Linked DNA regions of Sus scrofa: region 2 is linked to region 1. A link is a contact called in public HiChIP or PLAC-seq data. All regions are on one chromosome and are shown on one strand. Each heading gives the region's core, a stretch centred on a gene start, on an enhancer-like site or on the middle of the called end of the contact. The rest is flanking DNA. Distances are from core to core; before and after follow the strand shown.

Region 1 (7,288 bases), core at 2,570-5,069:
AATAATAGAATGAATAAATTATGACGTAAACACAAAATAGAATAGTATACAGCAATGGAAATAAATCACCTACAGCTACAGACAATAATATTCACAATTCTTACAAATATAACACTGAATGAAAAAAAGAACTAAAAGAATGCATAATTTATCATTCTAATGTAGTTGACAAATGGATGATTAAGTGATAAAAGTATAACTAAAAGTAACTTACTGTACAGGTCAAGATAGTGGTTATATATAAGAGGAAGGGAAATAGTTGGGGTTTGAAAGGTGATTGTTTAAGATTTAAATGCCAGTAAGAGTCGATCTAGACCTTGATCTTGGTTCCATGGATATTTGATTTATTATAATTCATTGAGCTAAACATTTTAAGTTTTATGTACTTTCTATATTGTTTTATTTCAGGACAAAAAATAGATTTAAAAAATAAGAAAAAATGATTACTCTGGTTGCTATATGGAAAAGGGATTGAAGATACGAGAATGGGAAAAGGGTGATAGGGGAACTTGCCATAACCTATGTGATAGGTGGTGGTGGTATGGACCAGATGGGGGCCAAGGAAATAGACCTAAGTGGACATAGTTGGAGACAGAATTAATAAGACTCATTAGTGGAATCTATGGGTAGACTGAGTTCTGTTTCTTCCAAAAAGAAGGTATGAAGAGTAGCAGCTCAGTTTTTGGATTAAATAACTATCCACTGATGGTTCCTCTGACTGAGATGGAAAAAGAACAAGGAAGGGACAATCTAGAAGGGAGAAATGCCGAGCTTATATTTGGAGTATACAGAGAGAAACCAGTGGAGACCAGGACTGAATCTCAGGGCCCTCTGAAGAAAGTGTTATCATGGAAGGAAAGGAAAAGTGTTTCAAGAGGAAGGATTAGTCAAGCAAGGTAAAGACAGAGAAGTTAACTTCTGAATTTGACAAGATGAAATTATTAGTAATTGTTCCAATAGCAGTTTTGGTGGAGAGGTAGATAGGGATATAAGCCTGTTTGAGGTGAAGCAAGGAGGGAGTGGGAGTGAGGAAGTCAGGAAAAGAAGAAGTAACATCTCTTAAGATGCTCTGTTGTGAAACTGAACGCGATTAATAGTGTAGTGGCGAGACAGAGACATTGGAGGATCAAAAATGACTTTTTTAGTAAGGAAGAAACAAGGGTCCATTTCAAGGTTGATGAGGTTAAATTCATGAAGGGGAAATGATGTTGCAGAAGAAAGATAGAACACTTCCAGGGATGAAGTCCTTGAGTAGAAAAAAGAAGTTATGGGTATTATTGAGCATTCACTATGTGGCAGGCATTGCTCAATATGTGTTCAGCATAAAAATTCATTATTTGCCCTCAGTGGCAACACAGAGCAGGGGTGAGGGTGGGGAGAGGGCCTGGTAAGTAAACTAGCAATTGCAACATGGTCTGCCATTAATATACAGAAATGCATGGCATATGCAAGGGGGAGAGTGCTCCCTGGAAATAGTGAAAACTTTCTCAAAGAAGTTGTACTTAGGTGCGACTTAAAGGATTCATTTAAATCTTTGCCAGATGTAGGAGGGACGACATAGTAAAAATTCCTTTGTAAGTTCACTGGTGCTAAACTTCCGAGCATTATCAGTTGTCATGGTATTCCTGCCTCCAAACACACACATCTCAAGATGCACTCACATCTACATATTCATCATTTGCCTTCCTTGCTCATGCTGTTTTGTGATGCACACACTTGTTGGTGTTACGTGAAATGCTCTTTGCTGCTGGTGAACTTCTACCCATCTCTCAAGGCCACTTATCTCTAATCCCCTTTCTAACTCTATAGGCAAAGGAAATTGCTTTCATCTCTGTGCTCCTGTGACACTTTATAAGTGCCTCTGTGGGGTGATTGTGATTTTTTTTTTTTTTTTAGGGAAAGAGTTACACATAGTGGTTACTTACACCAGAGTGTGCCAGGCTCCCTGAGTCAAATCATAGCTCTGCCATTTACCAACTGTGTCACCTTGGGCAAGTTCTTTTTTTTTTTTAATTTAATTTTTTATTGCTATTTCCCCCATCACGCCTTTTTCCCCCCACTGTACAGCAAGTTCTTTAATCTCTGTGCATCCCAATTTCCTCCATTCTAAAATGAGAGTGTTTAAACTACCATGCTGGACTGGAAGTGAGAGACAGCTGAAAAAAAAGGGGGAAAGTGCAGAGGATGTAGAAGCAAGGGATGCCCAAGATGAAAATTCCGGACTTTGTGGGCTTGCCTGCAGTCTGCCCTACTTCCCATTGACCTGTGTGTTCATCTTCCCTAGAGAAGACGTGAATATATATGTCAGAGGGAAAATGGCTCCTGGTTTTTATCTTTGAAAACATAACTGCGACTGTGAATCATGTGTGAAGTAACACGGTTTTATTTTTGACCAGTTTTTTTTTTTTTTTTTTTTTTGTCCTCTGCATCCTCCCTCTTTCTTCATTTTTTTCAAGTATACTGTCCATTTTGCCAATTTGTTCCCGTAGAAACCACTGAAAATTTACAGCTTGTTTAAGTGGGTCTGAGAAGAGGCACAGGTTGTTGTGGATATGAAGTGAGTTTATACTGCAAAATACTTAGAGTAGCATCCGGCACGTGAAAAAATGCTGGATAAATTTTCGCTATTATTACTGTAATTATACATGTTCTTCAACTGAGATGAAAAGAATAGCTCTTATATATATATATGTATATATATATACATATATATATATATTCTGACACTCTTCCAACACCCACCCAACTTGCCCTTGTATGACATGAAACTCAGTAAAGACATATGGAAGGGATCCATGAATGGATTTCCTCCCCTCTCCCCAACTAGTTTTATAGCAGGACTCTTTTCTTGATATCTCCTTTGGCCTTAGCATACATTTGGACATAATGCACTCTAGGCACAGTGCTACTAGAATGACTTCTTTAAGTATTGCCCCCTAAAGATTTCTAAAATTGCAGGCATATGAAGAGAGATGGTGCATTAAATCCTTTAACACATTAGCACAATTGCTAACAGAGTCAGTGGTTGCCAGAATAAAACTTTGAGCATTTCCTTCTTTGTTAAGGGCATCCCTTCTCACTTCTTTGACTGACAGTCATTTAATCTTTACTTAAAAGTAGCTAATCAGGAAACTTATCTCTGGGGAGACTGCAAACACTGGATGCCTGAGTAGGAGTAAGAGGAAATTAAAAGGGGTGGGGGCAGAGAAGGTGGAAAAAGGGGACACCCAGGGCAAAAATTCCAGATCTTGTGAATTTGCCTGCAGGTCCTGCCCTCCGTCCTCTTGGCCAACATTTCCCAGCTTCCTTAAAGAGTCATATACATCCTGGAGGGAACATGGTTCTGACCTTTATCTTTCAAAGTCATAATTGTGATGACAGGGACACGTGTGTGATTTTCAAAAGGAAACTGGTTTTATTTTTTGACAGGGTCCTTTGCTGTCCTTTGTGTTTCTTTTTTTTCCAAGTACATTGTCCATTTTGCCAGTGTGTTTCCATGGACACCATTGACAATTTACAGGTTATTTAAGTAGATCTGAGAAGAGGCAATAGTAATAAATAAAGCTCTGACATGGGCTATAAATAGCCAGAGTGCTCCAGACTGCCCATCTTCCACCTGTCTCCTTACCACTTAGCAAATCAAGTTTACAATAATAATTTAAAAAATGCTACACTGTTTTTTTTTCCCTCCTGGATTTGAGAAAGTTGAAGACTTGTCAATCCCTATCTTTTTGGATATTATAATGGAAGTTGTGGCCAATCTAAAGAGAATAGGACATTCTCAAATGAACCAATAAATCATGGCCCACACACAGCTGTTAGCATTTATTTTTCTCAGGGCAGTCAGGGCAAATGTGACTGCTAAAATGATTGCAAACAGCAGGGAAGAAAGCTTGGAATTTTTGTCCTTTTCACTGACAGTGAAGGGGGTAGATGGAGCAGGGAAAAGGTCGTTGCTGAGAGTTACAACAGACTGATGCTGAGAGTAGGAGGCAATTTTTACAATTCAGGGGACCAGCTCCATAGTATCTATGACAAGGAGGCAAATCAGGGGAGCATGAGGGCTGAGCCCCAAAGGACTGGCTGGCTGTAAAAGAGAGTTTCCTCCATTTAGATAAGTGTACGTCCAGCTCCACTTCCAGCCCCTGCCCCACAGTAACAATGATGCTTAGATACCATTCCCTGTTGCTAGGGTTTAAATTAAGAGGGAAATCGTTAAAAAAAAAAAAGTGAGTCTCCATTTAAACTATGAGAGAGAATGTAAAAAAGGCTGAGTCTCGTAGGAAATAAAAGAAGAAAAAGAATAAAGGTGAGGGAAAAGATAAGAATGGAGATACATAGAACAATTTAGAAATGAAGATAATTCAAGACTGTGTTGAAGGAGAAAAAGAAATCAATGAGTTGTAATGTTAAATATGATAAGATTGACTAATGAAAAATTAGTGATTGTTCATCTGCCATTTTTCTAGCATTCTACTAATGTACAATGAGGAAAAAATTGAAGGCTGAAATTTCTTCCCTAGAAAATTTACAGCAGATGAAGAAAAGCTTGAATGTCAAAATGAAGTTTATTTCCCCAATCCCATTGGTCTTCACTGTAGGGGAAGAAGAAATTAAAGCTAAAACAGTGGTAGATGGAAAGTCATACTTTGGACAAGGCCAGACAGCCCTAGAGAATGTAGCCACTCTTGTTGCTGTAGATTAGTACTGGATCAGTATCAATCTAGATGTCAAAATGTCCCCTGGTTAAATGCATTGGAAAATAAAGAAGTTGAAGAAAATAGTTTATATTGCTGATATGATAATGAGCTAACCAAGTTAGCTTTAGCAGTCACTCCTGTTCCCCAGCACTGAGCCAAATACTTACTCTAAGGCTTAGTTGAGATATTGGTTTTATCCTCATCAAGAGGTGGCAAAATTGGAGAGCTAACAAGAGGCTGATAACCATGCTGGATCACTTAGTGTTCTTACCAGCTCGGTGTTCTCATTCATTCAGTATGGAAGAGGGTGGAATCCAGGAAAATCTTATCTGGCTCCTCTCTCTATATACACAGATTAGAATCTCTAGGAAGTATGGAGATGGTGCTCTTAGAGTTTAGAGCACTGATACACAATTTGCTGGAATGTTTTAATGATACTAAAATATCCATTCATTCTATTTATTAATTCCAGTAGCCTGAAATTGCATTGTGACTGTATGAGGTAAAGGGCTCTGAATAAGGAGGTAGCAGAATGATAACTTGTGACCTCAGTGTACATCAATGACCACAATAATGAAATTGAAATAAAGGTCTAATGCGGGCCTAAACCTTACTAAGGAGCAAGAGAAACCTCTCAAAAGACTCGTAAATGTGGACCATCTCTTCAAGACACCCAAGGGACAAGCCAAGTGGACCAAAGGGATAGAATATTCAGTGAATGACATACTCTCATACAAGATGCTGAGAAATTTGTCTATTGACAATTTCACCAGCCAGACAGAAGACATGCAAACAGATGAATAGCCAGATAAATATTGCATATAGTAATTATGCACCAGCTATAAATATGGTGAGTTGATGTTTTCTGCCCTCGGGGAAGTGCAGTTAAAATTGGGATAGCAATTTTGATGAGAAGGGAATCAGAACTCGGGGAACTTGATTTCAGAATTTTAAATAGCCCTGGAGACTGGGTCATCGTAATAAAGCATTATACACCACCAAGGAGAATTTCATTTTCCTGGGTCACTCCCATGAGGTTTGCATGCGAAGAGGTTATGATTCTTTCCTGTCTGTTTGTTTCCAGCAGCAGGATTCCTTGGGCTATGATGTCCATTTGTGCTACAGTATTTCGCCACAGGCAATCTGGCCCGGCTGCTTTTTGCTTTACTAGGATGCTCCACTGTAATAATAAGATTAGCTCCCCCAAACCAAACATCTTGACCCCTGTTTTTGCTGAAACTTGTTCTCTAATGTTAGGGAAGTGTAAATTCTGAAGCTAAATCCTGTGGTACAGGAAGAAAAAAAGAAACCCTAAGTGCATCTCAGAAAGTTATATCTCTGCTAGTGATTTATGTTTTCTGCTTTGTAAGCTGTGATAGAAATATGGTCTTAGATATGAGGATAAAGTTTAATATCCTAGTGTTCAAAATATATATCCCCAGTGCAAACTTTCTCCACGCTGAGTTGCTGTAATTTCAGTTAACTGTTTTCCTTTCTTTTCTTGAAAAATCTTTGTTTCCTGTTATTATATGACTCTCAGAGGTCAGCAGTGATTCTAGGAAATGGCTGCCTTCCTTCCATTTGAGTAAAAATAACAAGTAGAAAAAGTGATTCCCATTGGCATGAGCTTTTATCGATTGTGGATTAGTCCAGATCTTGTTGGGTAGGGGGACTAGGATCCTTGGGCTTATGCTCACATTGTACATTCTTGTGAATTCCTCTTCTGGAGTTCTTCTTCAACATGAAAGTGCTTAGGACACATCTCTACTTAAAAATATTTCCTTGGTTCCTTATCACTTGCCAGTCTGAGTATTTTTTAGTATGGCACCCAAAGCCCTTTATAATATTGCCCGAAGCATGCTAAGCCTTTCTGTTCACCTCTGTCCATGGATCACTATTCCTAGAACAACATCCAACCCACCACACATTCATTTTTTTCTAGCCTTTGAATAGTCTGACTTCTCTGCTTGGAATGCCTTCCCCCCCCCCAACCATGCCAGCAATATGGGGAAGTTCCTAGGACAGGGATGGAACTCGCACCACAGCAAGTGACCCAAGCAGCTCCAGTGACAATGCTAGATCCTTAACCCGCTGCACCACAGAAGAACTCCCTAGAATACCATCATTTTTCTCTCTTTAACATATCCCCTCTCTAAATCTTCTTCCCAACCTACTTACTCTCAAAGATCCAGCTTAAATGTCACCTCTGTGAAGTCCTCCTGAACAACTCTCCTGATACTGAATTGCAAGATGATCCCTTGTCTCTTTTCTAACAAACAGACTCATTCAAGGTCAAGGATATTTTCTCATTAGCCCCTGTGCCTCCTGGGCCCAAAAATACATACTAAACTTACTAGGCACTTATCAGGGGGGAAAATGAAGAAATAATGAATAGATATTAGAGAAAGAGTGTAAAAAGGAACAACTACATTAAAAAGTCACATATTCTCTTTCTAAACATGCATTCATATTTTAACTTACAGTTATACTTTATATATTGACTTTGTAACTGCACAATAAACAAAGAATTTAAATTCAAAAGAAAATCATGAAGTCCAATCTTTTTTGTTGGTGCATGGAAGGACTTC
Region 2 (7,288 bases), core at 2,289-4,788, 220 kb before region 1:
ATTTGGTCTTTGTTCCCCATGCTGGAAAGAACTTCTGGGTGGGGAGAGTTGTGGGCTTGGAGAGGGCATGGATGCTCTGAATTCTTTCTCCATACCTTGCCCTGTGCCTCTCTTCCATTGGGCTGTTCCTGAGTTATATCCTTTTATAATAAGCTGGTAATCTAGTAAGCAGAATGTTCCTCTGAGTTCTGTGAGCTGCTCTAGCAAAGTAACCAAACTCAAGGAGGGGTTATTGGAACCTCTAGTCTATAGCTGGTTGTTCAGAAGCATAGGTGACAACCTGGACTTTGAGTGCTGTCTGAAAGGAGATAGTCTTACAGGACTGTTTTACATCTGTGGGATCTGATGCTGTATCAAGTAGACAGGCTCAGAATTGAGTTGAACTGCAGGACTCCCGGCTGGTGTCTGGGAATTGCTTGGATGTCTGTGGGAAAACCTCATACATTGGAATTGGGTGTAGAATTGGAAAGGGGAGTTGAACTCTGTGACCTTTAATATGCTTTCCAACTTAGAAACTTTGAGCATTTCTCCAGAAACGCTATTTCCAGAGGTTATAATGCTTTGCTTGCAAATGAAAGGCTACAATGGACAAATACATCTAGGAAATGCTGGATTAATAAGGTTACACAGTTTCTTTTCTGTGGGATTCTTGGAGCCTTTTCCACAATAGTATCCATTATAAATACCCAAGAGAAAGAAGTAGTGTGCTGGCTTTTCCCAAACACATTGACCTTGGATCCCTCACTTGTTGGAGAGGATCTCCTGAGTTTGGTGTTTCCTAATTTAACCTTGGAAGCCCTGCCAGAAGCTAGAGTGTTTATGCTGATTTATGCTAATTCTCTGAAAATACTCTTACCATTCATGCCACGGTTGGCAAACTCTCTTTTAGACAGGGTATTCTATTAGCACTCTCCCTTCCTCTACTGTGATATAAATCAAAGTTTAAAGCGCAGAAAATCAGAACCACATTGGTGAAAGGGCACACTGTGTCAAGTGAAGTATGATCCAGTTTCTCCTGACATCTTCAGGCATTTTATTACAGCCAGAAGAGGGATGGTAAGAGGCTCTGATAACCCCATGCAGCTGCCTAGAGTCTCTAGTCACAGAATCAGATTCCTACTCCTAGCCCTGCAATTAACCTCTCTACACACCATATCTGGGTAAAAAGAAGTCCTGTTCTCTAATGGCAAAGTGAATCAAAGGAGGACTAAACTGAAGAGAAATCTTCAACAAACTGGACCCAGATGTAGAAAAAATAAAGTTTGTGATGGCTACCCTGTAGCCCTCACTTTGGTGTTATTTATCCTTTCAATTTGGAGCACATGGTAGGATACCTTCATGGCCAGGGCAGATCTCAGTATAATAGGATGTCAAAGTTGGAGTTCTTTCTGAGACGCCAAGGTATGAGACATGTTATATTCTGAGTTTCTAGAAACCAGTGACACAACCTGAACCTCTCTGTATTGGGTGTGAAAACGGGTAGAGGGACCTTGTGAGAGGTCTTCCTCCAGGCAACTGTGTGAGTCTGCCCTTCCCATCCCCCCATCACGGGAAGGGTGGGATCTGCTGTAGTGTCACGTAGGTTGAGAGAGGAACTTTAAGAGGACCATGGGGCAACTTTCATTGCTGTCTCCTCCTGTGTGGGGACAGAGTGACCAGTCTCTGACTTGGGCCCGAGTGAGAGGCTGCCTAAAGTGGCAGTAAACCAGATGTCTGGTATTTGAGAGGTAACTAAAGTCCTAGGAACTGGTTCCACAGGTTGCAGTTCTGACCCAGACTTGTAGGAAGAAATGACTGGAAAATCACCTTGCCTTATATTTGTGTAGCACAGATAATTGACAAAAGTTATTTCAGAGTATCTCCTTTGACTGTACTGTGAGTTTTTATGATGAATGTAATTACGACTTCCATCTTACTGATAAGCTCACAGAGGGTAAATGAATCACCCAAATTTCTAAACATGAAATGGAATGAATCATAGACAATACTTACCAATTACCTTATCACATGTCAGGCACCATTAGAAAAGGCTGTGCCTGTATTGAAGTTATTAATTCCTGCCCACAACTTCATCAACTCCATGATGAAGATAACTGGTATTAGTTCCATTTTATAGATGGAAGGAAATTGAAGCTTAAAGAGTTACAGTTAATTTTTCTGTTGGAAAGTGGAAGAAAAGGAACCTGAACCTGGGCCCTCTGGCTCCCATGCCTCTCAGAGATCTTCTTCCCATTAAACCACACTGGCTGCATGAGAACTTTTAAAAACTAAGGATCTCTCCAAGCTAGATTCACTGCTAACAGAGCATTGCCAAAAGGTGATCTTTTGGGACTTTCTTGGATGTCGATGTATGAATAATTTTAATCAAACTACCAATCTGTGGCAAGCAGTTACTTTTGAATTACACTGGAGAGTCACAAAAGAGTAAATATTTTAAACAGTTTGCACACCCTCCCCCACAACTCATTTCTAGCATTAATTATTTAGAAAGCTATTTCTTAGGTACACTTCAACTTTGCCCGCAAAGATGATCACAAGTTCCAAATAACAAACAATAATCAGGTGTCACTCTTGGCTCAGAACACTGGAGATGGTGACATTGGCCTCACCTGCACTCTGCCCCTTCCCAGCTGTGGTGTGCCCGAAAGTGGGGTGACTCGGGATGGAGTCAGACACTCCTGCCTTCAGTTCTCAGTTCTGCCAGCCACATAATCTCTGAGTTTCAAACTGCTCATTTGTAAATTGGGGAAAACACATGTCTCACTGTTTTGGAAGACTGGACTATGAGCTGTGTGAACAAAATGCTGGTTTAGGGTCTGCCATCTAGTAGATGTTCAATAAGTGTCAGTTCTGCCCCAAGATCCTTTTGTTGTTGTTGTTTGGGCCACACCTGCAGTGTGCAAATGTTCCTGGACCACAGAGTGAACCCAGGCCACAGCGAGGACGATGCCCGATCCCTTAACCACTGGACCAACAGGGAGCTCCTCTAAGATCCCTTCTTAATACCATTTTGCAAGTTTGGTCAATTGATTCAGCATCTCTGAACCTCAAATTTCCTATCTGTAAAGTGGAACCATCAGTAAATAGCTGAGGGCTTATGTAAGGCTGTGTAAGTTAATACAAAGCAGAAGTTCTAAGTTATGATTCTTGTATCCCACCCCATATCTGCCAGCAATACCTGGTCCAATTAGCAGTGCTTACACTTTTTGCTGGTTCCAAATATCAAAGTGTCACCACACCCTACTCTTCTTATCTCTTCCTTTCACTTTCTTACAACCTTTTGATGGAGATAGGGCTGTTCTTTTCTTCCCCTTCTTACATGAGGCCTAGAGAGGTCTGGCTACTTGCTTACTACAAGTTCTCACAAGCAGCACTAGGGCTGGAACCCAGGTGAGTGGCAAGAGAAGAGCTTTTTCTTAGTGTCTGGCCCTGTTTATCTGTGTCCATGTGGCTCCCGTGGTCTGGCCCTTGTCAGAGACAGACCATGCTAGATGAGCTTTGGAGGGAGGCTGCCTAATTTCTTCCCTGGAATGTCTCCCAATCACCTGGCTCCCTCTTCCTAGCTCAGCTGTCTTTGAATGCCAAGCTGGTGGGGGAGGAGCTCACAGCCTCTTGAACTAGACATTATTTGTGGGGTGTTTGCTGTAAGTGAGCTCATGATTAAACTGCAGTAGAACATTTTTGTAATGTCTGCTGGAGATGAAAATATTCTTCCTGAGAATATTTGTCACTGCAGTGTTCACACTCTGTAACGCCCCAAGATATTTCACTAAAAACAACAGCTGCCTCCCTTTGGCTACCCAAACTGAAAGATTCAAACCCAGGCCTCCATTTTCACTGAAGGTCTACTGTGTGCAGACCCTGTGGTCTGCGGGAGCCCAGAGATGAACTGGACACAGGCTTTGCTTGAGATGGGAGGTCCTTCAAATCAAATGATGACATCTCCTGCCACTTCATGTCTCCCCAATGTCAGGCCAGCTGACCTGGTTGGCTGAGGACTCCCCTAGAATGCATTCCTCCTATTGCTGTGCCCACGGGAAGACAGCATCTTCCCAGGTGGATAAGCCGAGTTTGAGAGCATGGGGCCACTTGGCTAGAACATGCCTGTGTTCTTAGATCGCAGCTTAAGAACACAGTCTGTAAAAGATAAAGCATTTGAGATGAATGACAGCAGCAAGGAGCAAATGTGATACTTCAACAAGTATTACCGAGGGAGGAGAGCAGGTACACAAGAGGTCTGGATCACAGTCAGGTTTCTCTAAAAAGGAAAGTGAGTAGTTGAGAGCCCTTTTCATGCCATGCACTGGAGATATGGTGATGAAGTATCCTGGAGTAGCCCCGTGTCTAGTAACCAGAGTTTACTGGCATGATGCTCGCCTTTCTCATTGTCCTACCTGCCCCCTATTGCCCACCTCACTGCCCAGTCTCCTCTGGCCTATCTCTGCTTCTGGGGGCTGCCCCATCCCTATAGAGGTGGGAGCTGACAATTCTTGCGTTAGCTCTAATATCTTAATATGTGGCCTCTCCCAGGGATAATCGTAAATCTAAAAGGGTCTGGAAGGACCAAAATATCCTTTAAACTTCCCAATAGTGAGGCTGCAGTTGTAGAAGAGGAGGCAGCAGTTTCTTTTCCATGGAGGCAGGGCTTCGCTTGATGTCTTTCAGACTCTTGCCAGCTAAGCTTTTTGTCTTTTGCCTGTGCCTGAGGTCAGCCCTGCAAAGAATTTGCCCTCCCAGGCCAGCTCCAGTGGCTGCAGGGTACTGTCTTCCTCTTAGGACCCTCACATCCAGTATGTCTCAAGCTGCACTAAGGCTTTGTGCCCATTTGTTAAGGACCAAAATGGCAGGGGTGTATCCTGCAACTCTCTTTTAGCTTAAGAGGCTAAGCTTCTGTTGTACTTAAGAGTAATTTACAGCTGCTTTCAGTTTTTGATGCATCTAAATGCATCAGCATTTAAAAAGGTCTCCTTGAATCCTGGGGGAGAGGAGCCTGATCTGGGAAGTACAGTGGTCTGTAAGAGGCTGGATTTGCCTTTCTTAGAGAGGGACTTTCTCCTTCCATGCAAGACCCTTTGTGCTGGATCTGACTCTGCTGAGCTTGGGGCAGGCAGTGACACTAGGATCCCCAGATTCATGAAGATCACAGTTTAGACACTTAACTGCTGGCAGAGATCTTAGAGGAGGTAGAGTCCATTCTCCTCTTCCATCAGTCTCTTGAAGCATATTTTATTTCCATTTTGCAGATAAAGAAATGATTGTGTAATTTCCCTTGTGCCCAAACATCCTTGTAGTCATGACAACAGCCTTTAGAGACTTACAGCACCAACAGTCAGGGAGATGCACTTGAAGAGATCAGTCCATTCCTGTCTGGAGGACATGGGGATGACACTAGCGATGAGGAAGAAGTCAGGGCTGAGCTTCATGCAGCTAATCAGAGACTAGTTTCTCTCTGAACACTCTCCAAACATGTCTTTACATCTGATTTCTTATGATGACAGAGACAGGCCTTATTTCAAAATTAACGATGTGAGGACACACCTACCTTGTAAAAGGTGTATCCCGTGAAAATTTCATCTAGGGACTCAGCAAGTGGGTGGAGTAGGTGGCTACCCATATGCTGATCCTGTAGTGAATCCTGTAGGACTTTCCCTCTCAGAAGCTCCCATGCCCGGGAGTCCATCATGATTAGTCCTTGGGTTCCACATCAGCTTTTCCAGGTTCCTTTTTAAAAATGTGCCACTTCTCTTGATAAGAAGAATATTAAGACCTGAGTGTACAGATGTGACTTGATAGATCCAATAACTGTCTTGCTGATGGACAAGACCTGGACTTCTTGCAAGAGAAAATACTGAGCAGGTCAGAGGAAGGAGGAGGAGAGGTTAACAGCATGAAACCATCACCATCCTTACAATTAGGTCCTCAGGTAAGGGTGGGGTAATTGCTCTCCTTGGGCTGAAATCTTATTCCGAATCTTATTGTTCCACAAAGAAAAATCTGGCTATCTTTTCCCGGAGTTGACAATAGCAGGCAAAGTTGGGCCTGCTGGACAGATTACTGATAAAAGAAGCAATCGAGTAATTTCCATTGCGCCCAAACATCTTTGAGAGAGAATACTGACAGCTGGGGAGATGGTTAATAATTTTCTCCTTAAAAATCACAGCCCCTGTGTATGGTGACTTCTGGCCCAGAGGGGATTTTTGAATGCTGTCTGCAGGATGATTCTGTGCAGGAGTCCCTGGTGGGAAGGGAGGCTTTGGGGGTTACTAGAAGTGAGTGAGCAAAAATCACTGCTGTCACTTGGGTCCTTGTCTGACCTAGAGGTAAATCGTATACCAGTGGTTCTTGTTAGGGAATATATCCCCTGTTGAACCATGCCTTTCTCTTCCTCCAGGTGCCACCATCCCTGTACCCCTGATTATGGCAACTGGCCCTTAGCAGGTTCCCCCTTGAGTATGGTCTATATCCTGCTACCTGTCAATCTAAAGTCCAGTGACTGTCACCCTGTCACTCTGCTGCTCAACAGTCTCTTAAAGCTTATTTTCTACCACTGTGTTAGGCCAAAACTCATTTGTGTAATTTAGTTTTCCAATATCACTAAACCCAGTGCATCCTAATATAGTCATACTCCTTCTCAGTGTGCACCTTGTTTTCAGTTAAGACTCAGTTCCTCCCAATCCTCTGCCTGCTGCATGGCCCTTTTATATTCTATGTATTTACTTACCTTTCTTTCATTGAAAATGCGTTCTTTTCCATCTTTTCAAATTTTGTTCATCCCTCAAGTTGTAGGCCTCCCTATACCGATAAACTTTCCCTGACTAGTCCAGCCCAAGACATTGGATCAGTCGTCTTATCTATGGCTAGTGCCACACAACTGGACAGATGTGTTATTTTCAGGGAATAATGCATGATAGCCCCTTCTCCCCAAAGAGCTGAGCTCCTTGCATTGAGAGCTGTCCATAGATGTCTCCTGTATCTCTCATAAGGCTATCCCCTCTGTCCTTTCTTGATCCCCCTTTCTAAACCATGACTCTACTTTCCTTGCTTTGTTTTTCTTCATATCTCCATTACCACCTGACATTATCCAACAATTTTTGTCTCTTCCATTAGAATGTAAGTTCTATAGGGGCAAAGACTTTGTCTGTCTTGCCATTTTTTGGATCTTGAGTAAACAGGCACAGTGAAGCCTAGGTTATAGTATGGCCTCAATAAAAGATGGTTGAATGATTGAATGCATGAGTCCTTACTGACTGGCTAATTCATATCCAAAGTGATGGAGGAGAAATGGGAA

What was found. HiChIP or PLAC-seq counts read pairs in DNA pulled down with a chosen protein or histone mark.
Region 2: an H3K27ac HiChIP or PLAC-seq map of skeletal muscle shows a contact between it and region 1. The contact joins two enhancer-like sites. A contact is called at or near these places in 2 of 47 Hi-C or Micro-C datasets (both in skeletal muscle) and 1 of 2 datasets of contacts at active chromatin or transcription factors (skeletal muscle).

Annotation. Positions count from the first base shown.
Region 1 is chr3:91,508,127-91,515,414 of Sscrofa11.1, reverse strand. No RefSeq gene overlaps it. Among named protein-coding and RNA genes, the nearest start is that of FSHR, 96 kb to the left of the region's middle. Within about 2 kb of position 3,819, at least 2 of the 83 cell types and tissues checked have an H3K27ac peak or open chromatin away from gene starts, as enhancers often do. A contact at or near this core is called in skeletal muscle, where this site is marked.
Region 2 is chr3:91,732,066-91,739,353 of Sscrofa11.1, reverse strand. The region is part of intron 4 of FSHR (follicle stimulating hormone receptor); the gene reads right to left. Among named protein-coding and RNA genes, the nearest start is that of FSHR, 130 kb to the right of the region's middle. Within about 2 kb of position 3,538, at least 2 of the 83 cell types and tissues checked have an H3K27ac peak or open chromatin away from gene starts, as enhancers often do. A contact at or near this core is called in skeletal muscle, where this site is marked.